Linked DNA regions of Mus musculus: regions 1 and 3 are each linked to region 2. The links are chromatin contacts, called in public HiChIP or PLAC-seq maps. All regions are on one chromosome and are shown on one strand. Each heading gives the region's core, a stretch centred on a gene start, on an enhancer-like site or on the middle of the called end of the contact. The rest is flanking DNA. Distances are from core to core; before and after follow the strand shown. Region 1 overlaps Gm8633 (predicted gene 8633). Region 2 has its middle 26 kb from the start of Poc1b. Region 3 has its middle 140 kb from the start of Gm8633.

What was found. HiChIP or PLAC-seq counts read pairs in DNA pulled down with a chosen protein or histone mark.
Region 1: a contact with region 2 is called in a CTCF HiChIP or PLAC-seq map of the NIH/3T3 cell line, with 6 read pairs. The contact joins two enhancer-like sites. A contact is called at or near these places in 1 of 15 datasets of contacts at CTCF or cohesin (the NIH/3T3 cell line) and 1 of 115 datasets of contacts at active chromatin or transcription factors (pancreatic cancer cells).
Region 3: a contact with region 2 is called in an HNF4G HiChIP or PLAC-seq map of pancreatic cancer cells. The contact joins two enhancer-like sites. A contact is called at or near these places in 2 of 15 datasets of contacts at CTCF or cohesin (the NIH/3T3 cell line and pro-B cells), 4 of 484 Hi-C or Micro-C datasets (cerebral cortex, cortical neurons and uterus) and 2 of 115 datasets of contacts at active chromatin or transcription factors (fibro-adipogenic progenitors and pancreatic cancer cells).

What each region holds. Positions count from the first base shown.
Region 1 is chr10:98,331,882-98,336,123 of GRCm38.p6, reverse strand. The region is part of intron 4 of Gm8633 (predicted gene 8633); the gene reads left to right. Among named protein-coding and RNA genes, the nearest start is that of Gm8633, 18 kb to the left of the region's middle. Within about 2 kb of position 2,488, at least 82 of the 459 cell types and tissues checked have an H3K27ac peak or open chromatin away from gene starts, as enhancers often do. A contact at or near this core is called in the NIH/3T3 cell line and pancreatic cancer cells, where this site is marked.
Region 2 is chr10:99,078,482-99,083,218 of GRCm38.p6, reverse strand. No RefSeq gene overlaps it. Among named protein-coding and RNA genes, the nearest start is that of Poc1b, 26 kb to the left of the region's middle. Within about 2 kb of position 1,513, at least 52 of the 459 cell types and tissues checked have an H3K27ac peak or open chromatin away from gene starts, as enhancers often do. A contact at or near this core is called in the NIH/3T3 cell line and pancreatic cancer cells, where this site is marked.
Region 3 is chr10:98,210,426-98,214,776 of GRCm38.p6, reverse strand. No RefSeq gene overlaps it. Among named protein-coding and RNA genes, the nearest start is that of Gm8633, 140 kb to the left of the region's middle. Within about 2 kb of position 1,391, at least 16 of the 459 cell types and tissues checked have an H3K27ac peak or open chromatin away from gene starts, as enhancers often do. A contact at or near this core is called in the NIH/3T3 cell line and pancreatic cancer cells, where this site is marked.

The sequences.
Region 1 (4,242 bases), core at 1,239-3,738, 750 kb after region 2:
TGTCCTTACATTTGTGCAGAAAATGCATTACCAACAGAGATATCTACCCAGTCATGATGATATATAATTTAACAACTTAATAACTAAATACTGTCCCTCTACAGCAAGAGAGAAATGCAGTCAGAAATTATACGTATTTTAACAACATCCATCCATAAGATAATATGGATTTAACACATATTCACAAACCATGGAATAAATAAAAAGTTAGTAAGAAAAATAATTAAATTATGCTTTATTTTGAATTATATTTCACTAGACTATGAGTATGGCATACTTTTTGAAGCTCTCTGCATGTTTAGTGAACATCCTGGGTTTCTGATCTACTCAGGCACTGAAGACAATGCAATGAATACAATCATATACAATATCTATTATTATGAAGCTTTTAGGACCAGCTAGAGAATAAAAATACATATATTAAGTGAATCTTAGAAATAGCATTATATAGGTGATCAAAGCTGTAGGAAGAGTATGAGACACTGTGTGAGAGAAAACTAGAAGTCTGCTTTAAATTGTAGTTAAGGTAGTTACTCTGAAATACTTTATGTGGTTTATGATTTTGCTTTGCTTTTATGTGTAATCTTTATGTCTCATGTAAAGAAACACAATAGTAATAAGAAAGATTAAACCTATTTGTCTTTTCTCAAAATGATAACTTAATGTATAGCATACAGTAGTGGCTTATTACATTCATAGCAATTGGAAATACATTCTGCTCAAATTGATAGAAACTTAAGGAACAGCAACTGAAGAAATTTCTACTGCCTAAATTTCTACTGTCCCTAAAAGTTTCATAATAATAGATATTGTATACAATTGTATTCCTTGCTTTGCCTTCAGTGCCTGAGCAGATCAGAACCCAGGGTTGTTCACTAAACAGACATTGCTAGGAAAAAATTTATTGATAATCCAGCTCATGGATGGTAATTTTAAAATCCAAATCTCATGGGAGTTCAAGATAGCCCCACTAGTTATATTCGAAGCCTCTCCATGAAAGGTGGTCCAAATGAGCTATATGATTGTGACTGATGCTCAGCAGTTATTAAAAGTAGTTAATTCTCTTTTCAAGTTAATATAATTTAAGCAAACTCTTGGAAAGAGTCAGCTATGGTATACTCTTTGAAAGATCAACAATTCCGGTCAATGGCTAATATAATGAATTGAAATTATCATTTATTCTATTCCTGTTCCTTCTCTCATATGTCCTTTATTCAGCTGAGATCCAACCTAAATACCTAGCTAGTGAACTTGTCTGTTACTAGACTGGCAGATATCAGAACAGAGGAGAAGTGTTGATTGGTAGGTGAGAGATATAAGTTTAAAAACAAAACAAAACAAAACAAAACACAAAACCAGGAGCTGATTTCACAGTGTAGAAGTAGAATTACCTTTTTATTTCACTCTCTTGAGGGAAAGAAAATATTTCCTCACTATTTTGGTTCAGTTAAATCCTAAAACTGCAGTGTGATGGCTGAAATTCTTTATTAATTTACTTCTGCTCTGTACTTAGAAATAAAGAACTAAGCCTTTAATTAGCTTAACAACAAGGTTCATGTATTTTTTATTCTCTACTTGAACATATGTCATTAAGATATATAGATGTAGATATAGATATGCATTATAGGTATAGGTGTAGACATAGATGTAGATTACAAGTATAGGTATATTGTGTTAGTTATGTGAGGTGCTTGCCATGGAGCATGTGCAGGCGTGTGAGGACGGTTCTGCCATGCTTCCTCCATTCCTGTGGGTTCCAGGGTCAAACTCAGCAGGTCAGGCTTTGAATCCCAGGGGCAAGTTTCTTTATCTGTTAAGCGTTATCATCATCTCTAATTTAGTATTGCTCTTTCCTGTAGAAGGATTTAGATGGATATTGATGTATAACAACGCTGCTTACCGATATAATAATTCAAGTGTCAGAAAACCCTTTGTTGTTAATATATAAATTATTATCTAATTATATTTTCCTACTATAAGAAAATAATTCTCTGAGTGACTTGGACAATGTAAAGTTGGGGGAAAATTTCTATCCTTAACTTTGGGAATAGATGTCGGTAATTCCAGTGAGGCTTCCAAATCCAGATGACCCAGTTCATTTTATTTCAGGGCAATGAGCAGATGGTGAATGTTCTCAGTCTATCTGGCATTAACGTGCACTCTGTCACCATAAGACTTAACAGTGGCAGATGGCAGTTATGTTAGCAAACATTCAGTTGTCCCTGCTCCATTCTGCCCTTAGGACCGAGGAAGGCCCAGCCATGGCTCAAAGCTGAGTCTCCACTAATCCTGAGGAGAGAATGTCAAGCCACCGGAAGCCCTCACTTATGTGAGCTTTCCGGGCAGCAGGTACAGCTGGGCCCTCTTCAAAGGCTTGTGGATGCCCTGGCCTCCGTGTGAAATCCTTTCAACTATCCAGTGACATCCCAGGACCTGGCTGAACAAATCTATGGGATGGGTGGGGTTTCTCACCCTCTGTGGAAAGTTGCCCGGATATTTAAGGACAGCCTTTCTTGGCCTCTGTGGACTTTGCTGAATAGTAATGCAATGAGCCATCTTTAGCAGAGTGTTTTTCAATAACATGAGTCACTAGATGGTTTTGGTTACTGAATGAAAACATTAAGAAAATCCTGTGATTTTCACACCCACCCCCAACCCAAGGACACTCTCTACTTTCTGGAATCTAGGTGGGAATATGTCACATGGGATTCTGCAAAGTTGTTGGTGACATCCTAATTGCAGCATACCTGGTATAAGATGACAATAGCTCTTATTATTTTTTTAAAGTAACTGAATTACTACATCAGTAAATTAAGACTATGAAGATACTGTCTTGAGAAATGTTCAAAGTCTGACAGAATCTATAATGTCCATTTGTTTTAGGATCTTGCAAAGTACATTCTATAGTAACACATTTAGGAAATGCATTCAAAGAATGTCTGAGAGACTATCAAACCATTTATCTCTGCTTTATGGGCAGATACTTTTCACGTATAAGATTTTACATTTCTAATCGTTTGAACAACCTCTTTTGACTCTGCTAGCTCTTAATCCTAAGCAGATCAGATGGGCAAAGCCTAACCAAGACAAAAGCAACTGATAGCTTAAATTGCACACATTCAGCAATGCAGACTTGTTACCAACAGACCTCTGAGCTATGCCAGAAAAGACATTAGATCATTCACATCTGAGTTGGGAAATGGAGCTAAAGGGCAATGCTGCAGGCTTATTATTCATTGCAGCTTGAAACATATGTAAGGATAAAGCCTTTCGATCCTGGTCACAGCCTGACTCACCAGCTTACCCATGACTCGTAGCCATAAGCTGCAATCTGTTTCTGGACTCAGGTCCTGCATGACTGGAGTGAAGTGCAAACCTTTTAACAGCTCACACGGCTCTCTCGACACTGGTCATGTTGCTCTGGGTACTTTAACAGTCTATGTGTGCTAGCTTTTAGGAAGTGGAAAGTGGCTGCCTTAAATGTGTTGGCAAAGTATCAAGATGGCTTAGGAGGGAGCAATGTCAGTCTTTGAGCAAAACATTGGGGGTACGTTAGACACACATGTTAGGACAGGTAGTCCTTTTCTAAAGATTTAGATAGCTAAATGTATTGACTAAAACAAGGTGCATTTAGAGGCGTGTTAGAACAAACTTATCTAACCTAATTGGCTCAGGTTGTTTTTTTTTTTTAAATTTCAATGGCACATTCATAAACACATCACAGTCTCATATAGATGTGTATGCATACATATGCACATGTATTTATTTGATTTGTTATTATCTAATATATTTCTTTAAGCCATATTTTCATCTCTAACATGAAACCTGTTGTATTTTATGTGAAATGCAACTTTGATTTCTTAAGTATGAGTACAGAATAACATTCTTTAGTGTGATTTTTTTGTGTAGGAGTATAAATCAAATGGATTCAGATTTCTATAGAACTACATTTTGATTTCCCTTTTTTATATTTTCAGAATTATTTATACGGCTGTCTGAATACTCTGATTTTATTTGCTTTAGGGCCTACCTAAATTTATTTGTGTTAATCTCACAAGAATAATGACAAATGCATCTTTCTTTGGCTTTGAAAGTGGATTGGGAGCTTTTTAAATATTTAAAAGGTAAAGCCACTGGGTTTTAGAGAAGTTATGGACTCTAACATGATAAAGCTCAGAGAACTTGGAATTTCAATAAGGTCATGAAAATAGAGCAGAGCTGCCATTGAATCTTAGTAATCAA
Region 2 (4,737 bases), core at 264-2,763:
CCATTGGTTCTGCAGTTGCCTGTTCACTGTGTGTATTGGGCTCCCAGTATAATGAGTTTAAATAGTGCTGCTCTTATTTTGTAGCAACACTTCCCATTTCTCCTTAAGAAAAGGCAAACACATTGGCATACTCAGACACACCATCGTTTGCCCTTGATCAAGGGGATGAACAGCCTCGTGTTTGCTGGTGGAGACTCTCCACATTATACAAGGACTTCAGACCACAAGGTGAGTGTTCCAAGAAGGAAACAACGCTCTCCAAGTGAAATATTAAGGGTAATGGTGAGAGGAATTGCTCCCATCCATACTCATGTCTGGGTTTCCAGAGTCTATATTGGCTGTTGATCTGACCACTTCAGAAGACAGGCTGTCTTCATCAGGGTTTCTATTTCTGCACAAAACATCATGACCAAGAAGCAAGTTGGGGAGGAAAGGGTTTATTCAGCTTACACTTCCCACATTGCTGTTGATCACCAAAGGAAGTCAAGACTGGAACTCAAGCAGGTCAGGAAGCAGGAGCTTCAGACTGCTGTAACAAAATGCCACAAGCTACATGGCTTATGGGTGCAGAAACATACTTTTCACAGTTCAAGAAGGCAAGAGATTCTGAGCTTAATGAGATTCTATATTCCCTGGCTCACAGATAATACAGCTGGTCACCTTGAGTGTTGGGAGGCTCTCTGTTGTCATACCACTAATTCTGTGAGGGCAATGCCTCCCTGAACTAATCATATTCCGAGAGTTCCACCTCTAATGCCGCCATGCTGGTGATTAAGTTTCAGCCTAAGAGTCTTGAGTCTAGGGCTAAAGAGATGGCTCAGTGGTTAAGAGCATTGGCTGCTCTTCCAGAGGTCCTGAGTTCAATTCCCAGAAACCACTTGGTGGCTCACAACCACCTATAAGGGAATCTGATGACCTCTTCTGGCCTGTAGATATATATGCAGCAGAACACTCATACATTAAATAAATAAAATTTAAGAGAGAGAGAGAGAGAGAGAGAGAGAGAGAGAGAGAGAGAGAGAGAGAGAGTCAGAGTCTTGAGTCTACAACCGTTCAGAATATGGAAGCTGGGAGAGAGACTCACTGACAGCAAGTCAAGAGACCATCATAGCTGCCACCTTCTTTAGCCTTCTGTATACATGTCCTCTGGGAGACCAGTAGGAGCTTCAAACAGCCTTTTAGAAGGTTATCCCCTTGCTTTTAGATGATCTTGATAGCAATCTTCCAAGCCTTGGATAAACCGACCAACTCACTAGCCACGCTCTGTAAATGTCCCTATCTCAGGAAACCACAAATTATCTCCTATGTGACTAACCATAACCCTTGTTCATGATAAGGGTTCCTTCTGACTTTCAGGACCAACCCAGAAAGATAGCTTCTGAAATCCGGCAGTGCCCCCTTCTTCCTCATTAAGTGGTCATGGGAAATTCCCCATGACATCAGAGTCATAATTGGAGGGAAAGTTGGGAAGCGGCAAGAAGCCTGAGTCATCTGCTTATGCAAAGAAGTGCCGAAAATAGAGCGGGAGAGGTGAGGAGAGGCGGAGCAACAGCTCGCCCACACATGCGCAGTTCCTTACCCTTAAGTTAGTGTGAAATGATTCCTTAGCGAGCATGCAGTTCCTTACCCTTAAGTTAAAGTGAAATGATTTCTTAGCGAGCCTCCTTTTCACTGTGAGAAAAATCCTCATGAACACAAAAGCTTCAACTTTTTAAAAAAAGATGCTAACAAGGCAATGAGAGATTATCTTAGCATATCTTGACACATTTAAGATAAATATCTTACAGTCTTTATTAAATAAACCAGAAGTCGAGAAGTAGACATATCTAAGATCTGTGTCTAACTGATTTTTCCTAAGAAGTCTTTAATATTTGTGTGTGTGCTCGCGTGCTCATGATCGCTCACACGTTTTCTCCCTGAGAAGTCATAGGAGTGGCTTTATTTTGTGAAATTACAAGTTTTATGCTTACGATATGTATGATTTTGTATATAAGTATTCCATATGACCCAATGAAATGTATTCTCTGTATATGATGACCTTTCTTTAAATATTTCCATAAAACAGAAACTAGATGAGAAAATTTCATGGCATACTGCACAAGGTACTGCATTCTTGCAGCTGAATCACCCAGTCTACCAGAGCTATTTGCTGACTGCTTAGAACACAAGGACTTGCCTTAAATACCACCTACCTATACAGCAGGGAGAGTGAGATATAAAAGCAATAATCCATTCACTAACCAATTATTCACATGGCTAGAGGAGATGACTTGGTCATTAACAGCACTGTCTGCTCTTCCAAAGGTCCTGAGTTCAATTCCCAGCACTCACATGGTGGCTCATAGCTAACTGTCCTGGGATCTGATGCGCTCTTCAGGCATGCAGGAGCACACAGACACACACAAACACACACACAGATAAATAAATGGATCTTTAAAAAACCAAAAATGTATTCACTAAACACCTACGATATGTTAGACAACCATCTAGACAGTTGAGATTCCATGAGTGAGCAATAAGAGACAGAACCCCTCGTCATGTGGAGCTGATTCCTTGTGAAAGGAGACTGTCAATTAACAGCAACCAACAAGCACATTACAAAGTACATTAGAAGGGAATAATAGCTAGTCAGGAAAATAAAGCAGGTAAAAGAGATACAGGGGGCTCTGGGGAGACGGTTGTAGTTTTAAGATGTCTGGCAGCAGTCACCTAGAAAGTGGTCCTTAGGCAAAGCTCTGATAGAGAGGAAATGAACCGTGGCATGGCCGGAGAAGAACAAATGTGGAGGCAGGGGACCAAGGTTCAGGCAAATGGGTTAGTATGGTTAGGGTAAGTCAGCAAGGGGCGTGGAATCGATATGATGTCAGATGCCCAATAAAGGAGAAGACAATTGTAGGCTGTTGTAACAATTCAGTTTTTTATTTTCAGCTCATGTGTCTGAACACTTGATCTCCAGCTGATGGTACTATTTCAGAAGGCGATGGATCCTTTAGGGGGTGGAGCTTTGCTGCAGGAAGTGGGTCACTAGTGTGGGACACTGAGGTTGTATAGTACGGTATCACTTCCTGCCTTCTCTCTGCTTCCTGACTCGATGTGATCAGCTGCCTCCCGTTTCTGCTGCCATCCCTGCCATGCTGTGATGGAATGAATTTCTTCTTAAACTGCAAACCAGAATAAGTCCTCCTTCCTGTAAGTGGATTTGTGTCAGGTATTGACAAAAAGTAATGAGAAAAGCTGCTAATAAAGTCATCAAGGCAGGAATCTGAGAAAAGGAGTGGTATGAAATGATGTAACCATTGAAGTATACACTAGCCATTGAAGGATGCACTATCCATTGAAGAATGCACTTATCCATTGAAGGATATACATATCCATTGAAGGATACACATATCCATTGAAGGATACACATATCCATTGAAGGATACACTATCCATTGTAGGATGCACTATCCATTGAAGGATGCACTTATCCATTGAAGGATACACATATCCATTGAAGGATACACATATCCATTGTAGGATACACTATCCATTGAAGGATACACATATCCACTGAAGGATGCACTTATCCATTGTAGGATGTACTATCCATTGAAGGATGCACTTATCCATTGAAGGATGCTTGTGTCCATTGAAGGATACATGATCCAAGGAGGGAAAATTTTTAAACAGACCCCCAGAGGAGCAAGACAGTCTGGACAAGAGGCTGATTTTTATTATTTTTCAAGATTTAAAATTTTGATTTTATGTTTATGAATACTTTGCCTGCATGTATGTATGTGCCCATGGTGGCCAGAAAAGGGCATCAGATACCTTAGCACTGGAGTTACAGATGGTTATGATCCGTCTTGTGGGCGCTGAGAATTTCATCCACTTCCTTTGCAAAAGCAGCAAATACTCTTAACTAATGAGCCATCTCTCCAACCCCAAGGACGCTGTTTTAATAATCTGTATTAAAAAAGTGGTGACTTAGACCTGAATGGTGCGAGGGAATGTGCCAAGAATAGACTGAGGAAATTTAAGATTGAGCCAATGATATTTGTTGAAAGATTGTCTATTAGATATCACAGTGCAAGTTCTATTGCTGCGAAGAGACACCATGGCAACTCTTATAAAGGAAAGCATTTAATTGGGGCTGGTTTACAGTTCAGAGGTTTAGTCTATTATCATCATGGTAGGAAGCATGGTGGTGTGCAGGCAGACATGGTGCTGGAGAAGTTGCTCTGAGTTCTATATCAAGATCTGCAGGAAGGAGAGAGACAGAGAGGGGGGAGGGAGGGGAAGAGAAGGAGGGGAGGAGGAGATGGAGAGAGAGACTGAACCCGGCTTGGGCTTCTGAAACCTCAAAGCCATCCTCCAGTGACACACTTCCTCCAACAGGTTCATATCTACAGCAACAAGGCCACACCTCCTAACCGTGCCACTCCCTGGTGACCAATCATTCAAATCTATGAGGCCTTTGGGAGCCATTCCTGTTCAAACAACCACATGAGATTGGCAGAGAGAGGAACAGTACTTGATTTCTGATTCTAGCTCTAAACAGGTGAAGCTGTCATTGACTCAGGTGAGGGAGCCTAGAAACTGAGGATTGGATACATTGGGCTTGAGATGTCTGTCCTCTTTGTGAAGAAAACAAAGCGTCAATTAGGTTGGAAGTAATGAGCCTAGAGTTCAGAATCAGTACGTGGATGCAAGTGCAAACTTCTCATCAAGAGTTACAGAGACTATTTTTATTTGA
Region 3 (4,351 bases), core at 142-2,641, 870 kb after region 2:
AGAATTAAGTGTCCCATGGGGAAATGGAGAGACTTTGTTTAGATATTCTGCCTGGTGCTGTTGAGCTGGTCCTGGGTTTAATATGTCTGTGTAGATTTTAAAAGCTGGAGAGCTAAACTCAAAGGACACAGTGTTTAACATGAAACATCAGAGATAAATACAGGGCATGCTAGCAAGAAGACTCTCCTCAAGTTTGAAGAAAACTTTGTGCAGGAATTTGCAATGAATGAGATCTGGTCTGAGGCTAAAAAGCACAGAGACTTCTGTGCTATGATTACAGATCTTTTGAGCAGGTTGATATAGAAAAGCAAATTCATTTCCCTAAAAACTCTCTACACTCACTCCTGGAGCTTTAACGGTCCTGTAGAACAAATGCACATGTCCATATATTTAGTTTATTTCTGTTACTCTTCCTGTATCCTGTTTACACCATAGTATGTAAAGCAAATTGTATAGTGGTATATGCAGAGATGAGATTTGAGAATGACAAAAAATACAAAACAATAAAAACAAACAATAGTGAGAGGAAATTGTTTTCCAAAAGTCCAGCCTCCCCGAATAGATTAAAATGAATACCTATTTTGGGCTTGTTTTGAAAAGTGAACCTCTCCCCTTGTACTTACCTTCCCCTGCATGCAGTTTTGCCCTTGGTAACCTTTTTATGGCACAGACTCCTACAGCTGAATCTTCTTTTCCTTTATATTTCTTACCTAGTGTCTGTATATGATGAATCATTGTTTTCCTCAATTTAGGAAGGCAATGTTCTGATGACTGCTACAAGTGTTTACTTAGATTGCCATCCCTCAGTGTACTTTTGAAGGAATCCCTGTACCCATAGATGTGTACATGATCTAAAACCTGTAGCAACTTGCAAGGCTAGTGATGATGGAGAATATGGGACACAGAAGAATTTAAGGCATTCAAATTTTGCTTTTAGTTAATTTTCCTTGTTATATTCATAATAGATCAGTTCATCTTAGTGGCTAGCAATGCAAGATTCGAAGGTGAGGCTATGAACACTATACTGCATGTGTGAGATGCAAACTAAACAGACACCTCTACTATTTTTCCTGACTATTGGAAATACCACCATACAGTTGTCTACCATACATGAAGATCCTGTGTTACTGTTGGAAACACAGACATGTATACATTCATCATGACTTCCTGCCATGAATGTGGGAGACACAGTGTCATAAATTGCATTTCACAGATGTGGTTAAAAACCACACTATTATAAACATGTGGCTGAAATTAAAGTTTTTTTTCTTCAGTGCTTTCTTTATTTCTTTATCTTATCTTGGTCTTGTCTTGTATTGACTCTGTGGCCTGGTTAGGCTCAGTTCTGAATTGTGAGACCATTGTCATATGCTGGGCTAAGCTCCATGGTCCAGATTACTGTGTGTGGGGCCTAAATTCCATTTCAGTGAAGCTAAACGATCATATATCTTTGTTGACTATAGTCTTTTGGGAAAGTGAAATGTAGGGAAGAAACAGGATTTCATTCTTTATCTTTGGAGCTCCAAAGAGTCAACATCCATTTCTGGTGGTGAGGCGTGGGTGTGGAGAACGAATCCATGCTGCTACACTGAAAAGTAAAACAGAAAAGAACTGGATCTATTTTGGAGTCCTAAATAAAATTCTTTGGCTAATAGCATGCTTTTATCTTTGCTTGGCACTTTGTGTTTATTAATCAAATGGGTGGAACTAAAAATTGCGAGGAAGAATGAGTCACTCTCGAGTAATGCTTTTTTACTGTCATTTTAAAGTTGCTAGTTAAAGGCTTTCTCAAGAGTCAGATGAAAATCATCACAGACTGCATGATCGGTTTGTGAGAATTCTGTAGAAAACGCCAGTCCCTGGAGACAGAAGCAGAGTAATATTCTGGTGCTGAAGTTGGAAACGGAGAGTGACTGAAAATGGCATAAGGTTTCCTTGCAGAGACATCAAACTGTTTTACAATTAGATGGTGGTGATGGCTGTATGACAATAAAGTTACTATAACTGAATGGCATGCTTAAAATTAGCAAATGATATGGTATATTAAAAAGATGATTTGAAAAAAAAATAATGAAAACCAAAATAACTCATCAAGCAGTGAATGCCACAGACAGGCAAGCCAGATAGATTCTAACCAAAAAAAATGGAGGATAAAATGCTAGTTTCGACAATAATCTATCCAGGTAAGTAGCAATGTTTAGGTTTTTGTTTTCATGAGCAGATTCTGGACAATTTAGCATCAGCTTTCAGTGTAAAGGGACCTCTAGTCAAGAGCTGTGAGTTATAAATTTGAGTTGTTCTTGACAGTGAAAACAATGCGACAAAACGATCTGGAAATACTTTATTAATACGGTCTAAATGTAATGTATAGCAAAGGTATCTATCACCTAGTTATGAATAAGAATTTGTAGGGCTAGTGAGAGGTCCCAGTGGTAAAAACAAACAAACAAACGAACAAAACAAATAAACAAACAAAGCAAACTTGCTGTATAAGCATGAGAATAGGAGAGTTGATTTCCAGCTCCCGTGTAAGTGCTGAGAAGTTCTCGCAGCCACCTTTCATTCCAGTGCTTGGAAGGTGGAGACAGAAGATCCCTGAATTAAGAGGGTTAGCTAGACTAGCTGAATCAGCAAGCTCTGAGATCAAGGGAGAGACTATGTCTTAATATGTAAGGTGAGGAGTTATTAAAAACCATCCCTCACATCAATCTCTGTCACCCACATACACTCACACACTTGTGCTCACAATATATAAATAAATGTACACACACACACACACAGAGACACATGCCTCAAAATGTATATTCTATTTTCATATACGCAGCATATAATATTTGTTTGTCTTTAAGCAATCACATTATGGTAAGGCTTCATACATAAGCTATTCATGGTGATAAAGTTCTTGGATTGTTCAGGACTGTCAAGGCAGGTAACACTTTGCTACCTCGATTGGTTTTCATGGGTGCCATTGGGCTTGTTCTCTGTGAAGCACTCTGTGCAGACTGGTGATCATGATCTGCCCAAACCTGTAGACCTGTGATCTGAAGTTCTAAAGCACAGTTAGATTGCTTTTTACAAAATGGTTATTTTCTGAGTAGGTGAAATGCATTTGAGGTAATGAAGTTTCTTCTGGGCTTCTGAGTAACTTTAATAGCAATGAATTCAGATGAAGTAGGTCCTTTTCCTACCTTCTGAAGAGGGTAAAGCCATAGAGGTATCAATCTGTGGAAGAAAAAAAATCATAAGTCAGATTTCTATTTATTAAAAGGCAGAGGTTTTATTCCTCAGAGTTTTACTTGAGAAAATAAAATAAAACCAAAGTCCTAGAATGACTACATACATCAAGGATTCAGAGCTTCATCATTGTTCTTAAAAGCAAGTTTGATAGGGTGCACACACTTGCAAGGGTTTTAATGGTAGATAAACAGGATAATGCATAGATGAACACTGGAGAATCTTGATAGAAGAATGTAAGGAAAGATCCCGAGAAAGCCTAGGAATTTTGTGTACTGAACATCAACATAAAACCTGGAGAAAGTTGTGGTAGAGGCTGAGAGTTTGGACTGATGACTTTTAAGATTCACCAGTTTTACAAGTGGTGTGTATGTGTGTGTGTGTGTGTGTGTGTGTGTGTGTGTGTGTGTGTGTGTGTGTAAAGGAATTTATAATATACCACATTATACCAAATGCATTTATGAGTGTAGTTTTCTATCTCTGCATATTACATTATTCCTCATTGCTGTTTGTAACAGAAGACACTGAAATACTTACTGAGGTCACAGTTATAGAGACTGAAAGTCCAAGATTCAGAAGCTCCTCTGCTCTGCTCCTGATGAGGGCTTTGTGCTTATATCCCAACGGGATGGAGGTGCATGACAGAAGCACATGCATGGAGCGTGGGATCATATCATCTCAGGAAGCAGGAGACCAATTAAAGGCCAATGAAACAATGAAGAGCAATGTCTTTCTATGTGAGCTAACTCAGTTTGATAAGACCCAACATACTCCTTCAGATTTTCCTAAATAGCCTCCCCAAATAGGTGTATGTGTGTGTGTGTGCATTTGCATACATATGTGTATGTAATAAATGAACTGATTCATGTTCACTGTTTTTTTTAATAGCCAGAATTATTTTCTGTAATGATAATTTTGAATAGACCAGATTTCAGTCTTAAATGGTGTGAGTAACTTAAAACTCTTACTTTCAAATATAAGAAGGTTCTTTTATCCTAATAAGGTATGTAACACATTCAGAAATCATGGGGATATTCTAAGTGCTGTTCTGATCTTTCTGTGTGACTCAACTATAGTTGGCAAAATGCACTGAACGACACAATCTTGGCAGAGTTTC